Linked DNA regions of Ovis aries: region 1 is linked to region 2. Evidence: chromatin contacts called from public Hi-C data. All regions are on one chromosome and are shown on one strand. The core of a region is the stretch at or near the end of the contact, and the rest is flanking DNA. Distances in the headings are between cores, read along the strand shown.

The links. A called contact is a pair of places that touch in the nucleus more often than the background predicts.
Region 1: a contact with region 2 is called in a Hi-C map of hypothalamus, with 5 times the contacts expected there. The contact joins the enhancer-like site here to the promoter of TMEM109 in region 2. A contact is called at or near these places in 9 of 16 Hi-C or Micro-C datasets (blood, hypothalamus, liver and 3 more).

Annotation. Positions count from the first base shown.
Region 1 is chr21:34,818,968-34,825,603 of ARS-UI_Ramb_v3.0, forward strand. It overlaps VPS37C (VPS37C subunit of ESCRT-I), which reads right to left. Exons shown (of 6, transcript XM_060404285.1): 6 at 4,148-6,456. The coding sequence ends at 5,749. Among named protein-coding and RNA genes, the nearest start is that of CD5, 28 kb to the left of the region's middle. Within about 2 kb of position 1,409, at least 7 of the 54 cell types and tissues checked have an H3K27ac peak or open chromatin away from gene starts, as enhancers often do. A contact at or near this core is called in hypothalamus, where this site is marked.
Region 2 is chr21:34,619,659-34,626,371 of ARS-UI_Ramb_v3.0, forward strand. TMEM109 (transmembrane protein 109) reads left to right here and starts at 3,803. Exons shown (of 4, transcript XM_042237980.2): 1 at 3,803-4,012. It overlaps LOC106990353 (a long non-coding RNA gene), which reads right to left. Exons shown (of 3, transcript XR_009597936.1): 1 at 6,634-6,713; 2 at 2,845-2,890.

The sequences.
Region 1 (6,636 bases), core at 159-2,658, 200 kb after region 2:
CAGTCGTGTCCGACTCTTCGCGACCCCATAGACTGCAGCCTACCAGGCTCCTCCGTCCATGGGAATTTCCAGGCAAGAGTACTGGAGTGGGCTGCCATGACGCTGGGGACCCTATAAAAAAGCTCACTCTGATAACCAAGAACCAAGCCTAGCTCCAAACCTGTCATGCCTCTAGGGTCTGGGAGTGCTGAATGGGACTACCCTAAAAGGACATTTCAGATGGCCTCATGGCAGCTAACAGAGCTAAGCCTTCTTCTCACCGAGCGAGAAATCTGTGAGGCTCTGAACTTGACACTTAGGTTCTGGCCCCAAGCAGCCCACACACAGTGAGAGGCCCACTGCGGTCTGGCAGAGGACACCCAGTGATTTCATGTGGCGGATGCAGGGCGGGGGTGGACGCGGGGGGAGGGCCTGAGAGCCAGAGTGAAGAGCAGCGGGGGCAGCCAGCCCCAAGTGACCAGCCTCAGTCTCCATCAAGCCACTTAGAAAGTGGTGCTTGCTCTCTCTAGTCCCTGGGTGCCCCTGGCTACCACTTTGGGAGCAACCCAAAGCTCTGACTTGATTGTGCCTCCCACCACCCTGTGAGATGCTCAGCTTCCTACACAGCTCAGGGGTCTCCTAGCTCTCCCTGGTGCTCTGACATCCCCAGCCCCCAACACACTTGCAAGGCAAGGTCAGAGTTCGGGAGGGGCGAAGGGACCGTAACGCTCTGACCGGAGCGTATGTGGATTTGCAGCTTAGGTTCCCCAAGCTTTTCTCAGGACTGTGGTGTCTCGAGGAGGCCTGATGACTTCTGGAATCACAAAGGTATCTCAGCAGCCAGATCAGAGCTGGGTGCAAGTCTCATCCTGACGCCCCCAGGTGAGTGACTTGGTCACTGAACCACCCACCCTGCATTCTCCTCCCTCTGTTTAAACTTGGGGGCCAAAGGGCTGCTGAGAGGTGCCCATGAGATAATGCACAGCCAAGGTTAATACAAGGTGAGGCCCTATTGAGTACTCAAGACTGGTGATTCTCAGCATCTCTGGGCATCACTCACAGGCAGCCTGTCCTGATGAGGACACCTTGCAAGGAAGGAAAAGCAGAAGGGACGATTCAAGGGTCCCTCAGAAGCCTGGTCTCCTGACTCCACCAAAGCTGCTCTTCGGCTGAAAGGCAGAAGATGCCTTTCCAGGGCTCACGATGACCAGGCTGAGTTCAGGGGGAGCTGGAGAGGGAGGCAGGCTGGGTGGTGGCAGAAGACAGCTTGGCTCCACAGCCAGTTTAGCAGCCTGCTGCCCCTCGGTCTCCGTTTAGAAATGGAATGCGAAGACTCGGACCCCTCTGGAGATCCTGGACAGGCGGACAGGCTGACTGTCCCGGTCAGCCCAGCAGGTGGCAGTAATGGGGCCCCTCCTGGGCGCCGATGAGACTCGCGCGCCACCTAGTGGGCATCTGTGGCCTTGCACCGCCCAAGCTCTGCACCCAGAACACCGCAAGCGAGCCGGTTCCATCTGAAAATGTTTCAGATGGAAAGAAAGCCAGAGAGCAAAAGCTGGAAAGGGAAATACTGTAAAAGCCAAGCCCCCCGGGGGTGAAGGAATAGAGGCGACAATATGCAGAAAGATGGGGCTCTGTGAACGTGAATCAAACAGGCCTTTCAGCAGAGCATGACCCTGAAGGCTGTGGAAGAAATAGCAAAACAAAGAACACTGCCCAGTTCTACGCGGATTAAGTCATTAGCCAGTGCGCCCTGGAAGGCATTTAGGATGAAAAAGAGGATACGGTACTCCATACTTTGGAAAAACAGGCTGAGGATCTTTTCTTTTCAAATCATAGCTTTGTTTGTCCTTTCATTTTTGGCCGCACTGGGTCTTCGTTGTGGCACACGGGCTCTTCATCGCTGGTGCAGGCTTTCTCTGTTTCTGGCGAGTGGGGGCTCCTCTTTGGTTGCAGTATCCATGCTTTTCACTGCAGTGGCCTCTCTTGTGCAGCTCCGACTCCAGCGTGTGAGGGCTCGGTAGTTGCGGTAAGTGGGCTTAGTTGCCCTGAGGCATGTGGGATCTTAATTCCTGGACCGGGGATCTAACCTGTGTCCCCAGCATTGGCAGGCAGACTGTTAACCACTGGGCCACCAGGGAAGTCCCAGAAAAATTTTTAATGAACCCATCTTGCACCTTAGCTCAGTTGGTAAAGAATCTGCCTACAATGCAGAAGACCCCAGTGTGATTCCTGGGTCAGGAAGATTCTGCTGGAGAAGGGAAAGGCTACCCACTCCAGTATTCTTGGGCTTCCCTGGTGGCTCAGCTGGTAAAGAATCCCCCTGCAAGATGTCCATCAGCAGACGAATGGATAAGAAAGCTGTGGTACATATACACAATGGAATATTACTCAGCCATTAAAAAGAATACATTTGAATCAGTTCTAATGAGGTGGATGAAACTGAAGCCTATTATACAGAGTGAAGTAAGCCAGAAAGAAAAACACCAATACAGTATACTAACACATATATATGGAATTTAGAAAGATGGTAATGATAACCCTACATGTGAGACAGCAAAAGAGACACAGATGTATACAACAGTCTTTTGGACTCTGTGGGAGAAGGCGAGGGTGGGATGATTTGAGAGAATAGCATTGAAACATGTATATTATCATATGTGAAACAGATAGCCAGTCCGGGTTTGATGCATGAGACAGGGTGCTCAGGGCTGGTGCACTGGGATGACCCAGAGGGATGGGATGGGGAGGGAGGTGGGAGGGGGTTCAGGATGGGGAACATGTACACCCATGGCTGATTCATGTCAATGTATGACAAAACCACTATAATATTATAAAGTAACTAGCCTCCAATTAAAATAAATAAATTAAAAAAGAATCCCCCTGCAATGCAGGAGACCTGGGTTTGATCCCTGAGTTGGCAAGATCTCCTGGAGAAGGGAAAGACTACACCCACCTCAGTATTCTGGCCTGGAGAATTCCATGGACGGTACAGTCCATGAGGTTGCAAAAAGTCGGACACGACTGAGCGACTTTCACTTTCAGTTTTTGTGCGTAGAAAACACTAAAATCATTAACTGACCTATCTGATCATCACAACTAACAGTCACATTTTTTCTTTTTAACCAAGATATGTGCCTGACTGCCAAAACAGTTTCTATACTGGCTTCTCTGAGCTACTGAGAAGCTGTTTCCTGAGTAACAGTCCTACAGTAGGGTCCCTCAATAAAACAAACCCACAGCTCTTACACTGTGCATTTTTCTTTCAGTTGACAGTTTGGGTGACCACAAAGAGACCCACAGCAGACTTGTCTCCTTCACCTGATATTCTCCAAGGATCTGGAGCCCTGGTACCAACAAGGGCCCCTTGAGCCTGTCTGCCTTCTCACTAGTCCAGAATACTGGGTGACTCTCTCCTGAGCCTCAGAGCTCTCATCTTGTCTGACAATCCTGAGTTCAATTTGGTAGCAGATAAAAAGGTACCTGATTTCTCAGTTGAAAGATACAAAGAAAGGGCTCAGCTGAAAGATACTGAGAAAATTGTCCAGTTGAGAGACACTGAGGTTTGGACAGGGTCATTAGGTAGGCAGTTGGCCTGACATCTTTCACAAAATTGGCAGTTTAGTGGGGTTTGTCAGGACAAAAGTGAAGATACCATACAAGGCCTTTAAGCTCCAAAGATAAGGGACACAGCTCTCACCAGCTATTCATGATTTTCTCAGGCAACTGAGAAATGAAAAGAACTGGTGAAAGGTGAATCCTCACGATATCCAGCAGCCCTGCAGGGAAATCCACTTGTTACTTTTAAAAACTACCTAGTCCAGGGACCCTCACATGAAGACTGGCCATCCAGGGACCTGCATGCCCACAGTGGTTTTAGACTGCTAAAGGGAGAAACGGAGACGCATGAAAGAGCACAGCGGAGAACAACCGTAGGGTGACACCTAGAGGTGCTTGCTAGCACCTATTCCCTAGTCAAAATATATACACTGGCTTCTCCCCCTACCTCTCTGGAGCATCTTTTCAGAGGTACTGAGGGTTTGCTCCTCAGGCTATAACCTGCCGTAAGATCTCCAAGTAAAACTGAAATCCACAAGTCTTACGTTTTCCTTTCAGTTGACAAAATCCATGTCCCACACAGGCAGCCACTTCTCAAATTCACTGCAGCTTCATGGACAGAAGAGCCGTAACTCATCAAAGTTTATTATGGCAATTAATTATACAAACATACCAGCAATCGCTCATCCAGTACAGAAGTACTCGAACCAGTAGAGTCCATTAGTGATTTCTCTGTATAAATAACTTATGAGAAGCAAGCACGACTGGTCAGGGACCGACAGGGCTGACTGAGCATCTCATCGCACGCACCCACTGATGGCACGCAGGCCGGGCAGGGCGGGGCGGGAGGGGCAGGCACCAGAAAGTTGAGTTTCCTCTTTGGCCCCCAGCACCCCAGGCCCACCAGGTGCTGGGTACTAGGGTAATGGACAATTCAAGGCACATATGACTTCCTAACAGATAGCAGCTCCAGAGTCTGCCCTTGAGACCTGGTTCACATCTGGTAACCACCAAGGTAATGCTTCATTCATCACAACCCCCTTTGGTCTATTGTCATTTTTATTACTGAACTGCGTGCTGAAAGCCCCCAGCGTGGTGGGGCCTGTGTGTGGCTCAGAGTCATTGTCCCTGCCCTTTACATTCTGAAGATAAGAGAGATGCAAAGAAATGACTCCGACATAGGGATGGTGTTTTACAAAGCACCACAGGAGAAGTAACTGTTAGGGCATCTTTTGATGTCTGTCTTAGGAGGGCTTTAGGGGGTCATGAAGAGTTACAGGAGAGAGTCAAAGGAAGGGAGGGGGCTGCCGTGGATGAGATTCAAGGCACTAAAGGAGTGGACAGGATGGGGCTGAGCCACAGAAGTCAACCAGAAGCAGGGAGATCCAGACAGGGAGGTGGCTGGGGAGGCAACCCAGCCTTCTCCTAAATGAGCCCCTGATATGACCATGGTCTCCTGGACAAGAACTGCCAGCTCTCCTGCAGCCAGAGGGTCCAAGGCAGTCCCTGGATTCTCCAACCAGAGCCAGCAAGGTCTAGGATCCGCCTCTACGGTCCTCGGCCTGCTCCCTGCACGGGCACTGCTGCTGTTGTTCAAACGGCAGCACACAGGACAAGCTGACCTGACATCGACGTGAAAATCACTCATTGTTTTGCCTACCTCTGTTCTCTCCCCCTGATTCAACTCTGCCATGGAGCGTGTGATGGGCCATCCTTGAACGCACCAAGAGACACAGAGAGCTGCCTCTCTTGGAGTGGGCACCGTGGTTGCACTTGCTAAATCCCAGAGAAGAGGGAGGGAGTGAGCAGGGGCCAGCCAGACCCTCGCTGAGATAACTCCGCACTGGGTTCAGGCATCCGTGAGTCCGTGCAGTCACAAGGAGATGTCCACAGGCGCGGGCACCCATGGGGAGGACTGAACTCCCTGCCTGGTGAGCACCAGGAAAGCTATCGCCTGCCACGGAAGCCAGGTGCTCCCTTCCCCTGGGAGGCCCACAGGCCCTGGAACCGCCTGGTGTGGCCAAGCCAGTCACAGTGCCTGGTCAGCCTTTCCAGACCTGTGCACTCCCAGCTGGGTCCCCTCAGGCTCCTGGGTGACCCAAGTCCACGTGGAGCCAACTCCACTTAATTTAGCCTCGAATCTCAGCAAGGGGTGGGCTGAAGGCTGTGGTACAGGTGGGAGTAGGGAAGGGCCGAGGGCCAGGACTGTGCCTAATAGCCAGGCCAGGTGGGACCCTGAGGTGGGGGGAACCCATAGGGAGGAGCGGGCCCGGGGGGGTAGGGGGGCTGGAGGGGGCCTGAGGGCTGGGGCTGTGTGGGGTACGGAGGTTTTCCTCCTGTTGAGAGGTAGGGGGGCTGCTGAGGATAACCAGGACTGGGGGCCCGGCTCCCCACCATGGGGTACCCGGGTCCAGAGGCACCAGTGGGGGCCATGGGATAGCCCAGCCGGGGCGGTGTGCTCCTCTGCGGGGACCAGGAGTAGCCCGAAGGGGCCCTGGCTCCCGGCTGGGCTGCGGGGTATGGGGGCCCCAAAGGCCCACTGTAGGAAAAGGAGGGCTGGGGCACCACGGGGAAAGGGGCCGGCGGGAGCGCTCCATGGGCGGTGGGGCCCACGGACATGCCTGGAGAGGGGCTGTAGGGCAAAGGGTAAGGAGGGACCACTGAGGGCTGCGGCGGCGGCTGTGGCTGAGTGTCTTCGGCTGGCGGGGGCGTCGCCTGCGGGCCAGGGCGCAGTGGGGGGGGCGGGCGTGGAGGAGGGGCATCCCCGGCAGGCTCCAGGGAGGCCCTGGGCTTTCTCATCACATCCTGGAGCTTCTCCACGCGAACCCGGCGCAGATGGGACAGTGTTCTCATGGAGGAGAAATTCTCCAGGAACGTGTCCAGGGGCACCTCGCCCTCCAGGAACTTCTCAGCCATGGCCTGGAAGACACAAGCTCCAGTGGCATCAGGTCTGCCAGGATGGAGGCCACCTGAATACCGCTGGGTCAGAGGTCAGCTGCAGCCCTACCCCCACCCCAGCCAGGTGGGAGCTGCCTTCTTTGTCCTCCGCTTTGGGAATTTCTCTCTAGGGCTCTTCTCACTGGTGATATATTATTACAC
Region 2 (6,713 bases), core at 2,553-5,052:
CTCATTTTGCAAGCAAATTAGTCTTAATCTGGCTATATTTTGTACAGACAAGGATAGTTTTCAAAAGAAAAATTATGTTTCAGTAATATAACTTTTTTGATATTAAGTTCTATAGTTGTCTTTGAGTTTTGATACTTACTGCCTAAGACTCACTTCCCAGATGACTCCTTTTTACCAATTTGCATTATTGTAAGGTTTAATGAACTATTAAAAGGACAATCTAAAATTGTTTCTGATGTTTACCCTAGTAATCTATCTTTGGATGAAGACCAGATGTGTCATGACCTGAAACAAGGAGACTTCAAACTGGAAAAGACATCATTTAAAGAACTGTCTCCAAACCTAGATGAAAGGATTTTTATCATATTCTTAACTAGCTCATGTACAGTGAAACCAAAGAGAATTAACTCCTGCATTTATTCCTCCCACTTTAAAAAGGGCCCCTGTACCAGACTGGTCTAAAGACAGGACTGCTGACCTCAATATCACCTTAAAAGAATACCCATACCAGGATGAGAAGATGACATGAGAAGTGAACAGCTATTCCAAGATGCTGGGCCTGAACTGTGTGATCATTTATAGCGTTTTCTTGGTTTCTATCATGGATACATAAATCCTATGCAGAGTTTAAAAATCAATCCAATTGTTGTATTTATGGTCAATTATCCATGTTCAGTACTTTTGGTTTACCTTGGTGGATTTTTCCACTCCAAGGCTTGCTTGGATAGCCCTTAGGAAATTTATTCTAGAAGAAAAAAGTTATATAGTTCTGTTCAAGCCCTTATTGATATTACTAGATGGGACTCCCTCACTTGGCTAATCAATCATATCTGCTCTGACCCTGGCCATAAATACAATTTTTCTTTGAAGGTTAATCACTCAAGCTCAATCAGAACAATGAGCTAAATGTCAGTCAAAAATCATAACCTCCTGCTTATTGGGAGAGACCGTCCCTCAATTATGGGATGGATTTATATTGTTAATACCAGGCTATAGTCATTTAAATTTAAAGGCTTCCTTATGGTGGGAACAATTAAATTATACTAGGGATAATGAGCTTAATAACATTAGGAAATTGGGCTGAGTGCCTTATGAACAACGTCAACTTATCATTACCCTTAAAGATAGTGATTGGTATGGAACAGATGGGTCAGGTGACCAGGGCTCACATCCAGTGGAGGTTCTTGGTTTAAATGCTAACTTAAGGGACTTCCCTGGTGGCCCAGCAGCTAAGACTCCACACTTTCAATGCAGGGGGCCAGGGTTCTGTTTCTGGTCAGGGACCAAGACCCCACATGCTGCAACTAAGAATTTGTATGCCGAAACTAAACATCCCTCACTCCACAACTAGGACTTGGTGCGGGCAAATAAATAAATTTTAAAAATCCTTACTTAAGATTTTAAAAAATGCTACTAACTGTACTCCCTGTATTCTGCTTACTCTACAAGATTGTTGTTTTTCATATTACCCAAAGTGCAACTGAGATTCTGACAAATATTTTGATGACTAAGCAGCTTGAGACAGTCGACCAAATATACAGCTGTTTAGTCCCTAAGTTGTGTTCGACTCCTTGCGACTCCATAGACTCAGTGCACCAGGCTCCTCTGTCCATGGAATTCTCTAGGCAAGAATACTCGAGTGGGTCGCCATTTCCTACTCCAGGAGATCTTCCCAACCCAGGAATTGAACCTGGCTCTCCTGAGTCACTTGCATTGGCAAGCAGATTCTTTCCCACTGAACCACCAGGGAAGCCCTGGCCAAACATATAGTTCTATATAAAATTAAAATAATTGTAATAATGTAACTCTGGACAGAGAAGCCTGGCATGCTGCAGTCCATGGGGTCACAAAGAGTCAGACACCACTTAACAACTGAACAATAGTGTAAATCTAGATATGGGAGGGAAAGTCGCTCAGTTGTGTCCAACTCTTTGCAACCCCATGGATTGTAGCCTACCAGGCTTCTCAGTCCATGGGATTTTCCAGGCAAGAGTACTGGAGTGGGTTGCCATTTCCTTCTCCAGAGGATCTTCCCAACCCAGGGATGGAACCCGGATCTCCTGCATTGTAGGCAGACCCTTTACCCACTGAGCCACAGAAGAGGCAACAAAAGGGAATCATTTCCTGAAACACAGCAGACCAGTGAGACAAGTGGTTCAGATACTTTCATGCTACTATTAACAGGGACATTAATAATGCACTGAGTGGCATATCAAGGGAATCCTCACTTGACCTAGGAATAAGCCTTCCTGGCACCATGGGACAATTTGGTTATGAAACGACTCCCAAACCTTGGTTAAATTTAGTACCACAAGGTGGCACTGTAAAACAAGGAATGTCACTCACCATCCAGTTTCACCTAGATTAAGTCCTCAGCACTGACCTACAATACACCCTGAAAGAAATTCAGCATGAACAGGTTGAGCCACTATGCTTTGAGAAAACAGGCAAAACAGACCCTTAGATAGCTAGATACGATAGGAACATTTTTTGTGAACCCCAATTCTTGCATTTTTCCATACTTAGAAAAGCATTAAAATCATGAACTGAGATACCTGTTCCTCTTGACCAGCAGTAACCTTCTACTAAGATGTAAGCTGGATTGCACACACCGCTTACCAAAGTTACAGATATACTGGCCTCTCCTCTACCTCTTGGGAGTAGTTCCTCAGAGCTATGGAAGGCAGAATCAAAAAGCTGATTCAGGGAGGGAGAGGGAAAAAATAGATTTCTGTTTTAGAGTGTTGAGTTTCAGAACTGTTTCAGGAACATCAAAGGGGAACTTACCTACATAAAAGCATTTAGACAGCAACTTAAATTTAAAAAACAAAAAACTCCACTTACTTCATCAGAAAAAGTTCACTCCACTTATTTCCTTGAATCTCCATACCTGCTAAGTGAAGATGTATGTTAGGATCTTCTCATGTTGTCCAAAAATCTTGGCTTTCTCTGCCCACTGAAGCCAAATAAAATATGGAGACAAGGTTTGGAGGAAATAGAATGGTGGCTCCAATCCTCAGGCACTGGGCCTCCCTTCCTCGAGAAATCAAGGGATTATATAGGTGAGGGCACACAGTCTACGGTCAGTGACAAAGAACAAAGGTGTAAGAATCTTATATTCTTCTTCCTCTTGCACTGTTTCAAAAACAGTTATAGACTGGAGTCAAGCAGCCTGTTAATTGGGTCCATTGTCTTTCCTGAATTGTACTGGAGCCTTCCCCTGGTGACTCAGTTGGTAAAGAATCTGGCTGCAATGCTGGAGACCCAGGTTTGATCCCTGGGTCAGGAAGTTCCCCTGGATGAGAAAATTGCAATCCACTGGGATTCTTGTATGGAAAATCCCATGGACAGAGGAGCCCATAGGGCTATAACCCACAGGGTCACAGAGTTCCAACCGACAGGACTGAACGAATTTTGCATGCAGGCACGCACTGACTACAGATAGGAACATTCAAAGTACAAAAAGTGCTTCAGAAAAGGGCAAGAGAAAAAAAGAAAATGTAAGGTCGGACCCCAGGGGCCATGATGGGCTGCCCCTTTCTCTCCCCCGCCAGCAGGAGAGGTCTTTAACAGAAGGAGCCTCCCAGATCCTGGGGACCAATAACAGCACACTTCGCCAGCTAAAGCTGCCCCACCCCAGCCACGTAGAAGGACCTGTCAGCCCGTGACGCCTCGGCCTGGCGACCTATCCGAACTCCCGTCCATCTAGCCTGACCATCCCTCGCAACAAACGTATAAAAACCACCCCCAACACAGTCCGGGCACGGACTACCTCGACCTGCCTCGTTCGGGTCAGGGAACCCCGCCCAGGAGTGCTTCGCCATTAAAACCCTGTTAGACACTCTTTTGGTGTCTTGATCTTTTACCTAACATTTGGCGCCCAACGTGGGGCCCAAGGTGAGGGCCCATCCCGCGACGAGTGGGATTTGCGGTCCCCTCGGGTCTGGCCCGCACCGGACCAGGTCACCCTGTCACCCCTCCGGGACCATTCAACCATCTGGCAGGATACGGGGTAAGTTCCATCAGTTGGGCTCTGGGGGTTGTTGCTCCCGTTGCGATTATGCCTAGGGTGTCCTGGTTCCTGTAAATCGCGGCTGCTTTTGGACCCCTCCTCTGCAAGCCAGGCTTGCTTCCTCGCCGCCTGTCAATTTGGAGACGTTCATCTTGGCTGAGTGACCTCCTCGCTGGGTTGATAGCCCGTTCGGGGACGCCTGACCGGACCACTCCCAGCCCCGTTAATGACTGGTCCAGGACCTTCGTTTCATAGTCGCCATGGGGGCGGCTGCCTCCAAGGCTGACCAGCCCTGGTCTACACCGCTAGAATGTCTACTCACCAACCTCAGAACTCTACATATCTCCGGAGAAATTCATTCCAAACGCTTAACCTTCCTTTGTTCTGAGGCATGGCCCCAATATTCTTTAGATAACAGCTCACAATGGCCACCAATCAGAACTTTCTATTTTAACATCCTCCGTGACTTAGATAATTACTGACAGAAGTCGGGAAAATGGTCTGAGGTACCCTGCATACAGGCTTTCTGGCTGCTGCTCTCCCGTCCCACCCTATAAACCCACTGTTCCCCTTCTGAAATTCTTCTATCGCCCTTGCCAACTTCTCCCATGTCTTCCCCTCCTCCACTGCCCTCACTACCCAGCCCTCCTGTGACAAAGCCGCCTCTATATCCACCCCTCCCTTCATGCCCAGCTTCACCGACCTCCCCCACACCAACCCCCCCCTCTATTGCCCTTGCCAACTTCTCCCATGTCTTCCCCTCTCCCACCATCCTCACAGCCCAGCCCTCTGGTGACTACGCCTCTTGCCACTCACTCCCTTGGCTCCACCTCAATATCCAGCTTGACCACCTCCAATCCCAGACACCAAAAACAGCTTCCCCTATGAGCCCCCTTCTACAGGACCCTTCCCTCTCTGCCCATCACCCTCAGAACTGCCAGAAATGCCGTTCTTAATCCCATCTCTGTCATGAGACTTCTTGCAAAACCTAACAGAAAACTTTTTCCTTTTTCTCACTGGAACACTTTTAGTACTTTATAGAATTAAAAAACAAAATTCAGCCAAATACATTTCAAATATCTAATTAGTTATGGGAGATTCATAAATTAGGCAGCATCCCATATCTCCAAAGAGCTATAGTAAAGAAAAGGTTTTCAAACGTAGGACATAGAATCCATAAACAGAAAAAAAGATTACTTTAGGCGTGAAAGTGAAGAGTTGCGTAGTCCTGTCCAACTCTTTTCGACCCCCATGGACTATACAGTCCATGGAATTTTCCAGGCCAGAATACTACAGTGGGTAGCCTTTCTGTTCTCCAGGATATCTTCCCAACCCAGGGATAGAACCCAGTTCTCCGGCACTGCAGGCATAGGTAACATATTTTATGGGGAACTGAAGGGATCTATATGGCAGATTATTTCAGTTTCCTTTGGGGGCAGTTGAGAGCCCGTTGGTGCTGACCAAAAAATTCCTGACTAACTCGTTAAGACTACATTTCTGGGTGACGTTGAAATTTAAGCTACGACAGGTATTAACTCCCGGATTAGGGACTTGTCCTAACAAGTGACTCCATTTCAAGCCTATAGTTTTCTTTCAAACAATAATAAAGTTGAAATAAGGACATCCAGAGAGATGAAGTGACCTGGCAGAATAACAAAGCAGGCAAAAGACCTCTTCATTCCAAATCCCGCGGCGTTCTCCCTCACAATGCTGCCTTTTTGATTGAAATGGGTCTGGTAGTGCCAAGCCCTCTCTAAAACTGAGAGAACATTTAGGAACCATCTGCAGAGTTCAGGAGTGGAAATGATCTCAGAGGGAAAGGATGCATTTTCCCGGTTGAGCGCCTCTTAACTGCTCTTCTAACACCGTTTCCCCTTTGTGTCTTTTAAGCGCGAAAAAATTTCTCAAAAGACCAGGTGCGCTCAGGCTCCCCTTTCTTAGAACTACATTTCCCACAATGCCTCAGGGGCCCCCACGTAGCTGAAGAACTACAATGCCCCATATGCCAAGGGTTTTTTTTTTTTTTAGAGGCAGATAAGCTTCCATTCGTGGAGAAGGCAATGGCACCCCACTCCAGTACTCTTGCCTAGAAAATCCCATGGATGGAGGAGCCTGGTGGGCTGCAGTCCATGGGGTCGCTAAGAGTCGGACACGACTGAGCGACTTCACTTTCACGCATTGGAAAAGGAAATGGCAACCCACTCTAGTGTTCTTGCCTGGAGAATCTCAGGGACGGGGGAGCCTGGTGGGCTGCCGTCTATGGAGTCGCATAGAATCGGACACAACTGAAGCGACTTAGCAGCAGCAGCAAGCTTCCATTCGGAGAAGGCGATGGCACCCCACTCCAGTACTCTTGCCTGGAAAATCCCATGGACAGAGAAGCCTGGTGGGCTGCAGTCCATGGGGTCGCGAAGAGTCAGACAGGACTGAGCGACTTCACTTTCATGCATTGGAGAAGGCAATGGCAACCCACTCCAGTGTTCTTGCCTGGAGAATCCCAGGGACAGGGGAGCCTGGTGGGCTGCCATCTATGGGGTCGCACAGAGTCGGACACGACTGAAGCGACTTAGCAGCAGCAGCAGCAAGCTTCCATTCCAAATTTTAAAATGAAGTTTACCCACTCTATAGTCCAGATATAGTCACTTTCCCCTTTCCTGCCAGAGACTTCCGTTCCCAGCTCGAACTTCCGACTCCATTATTC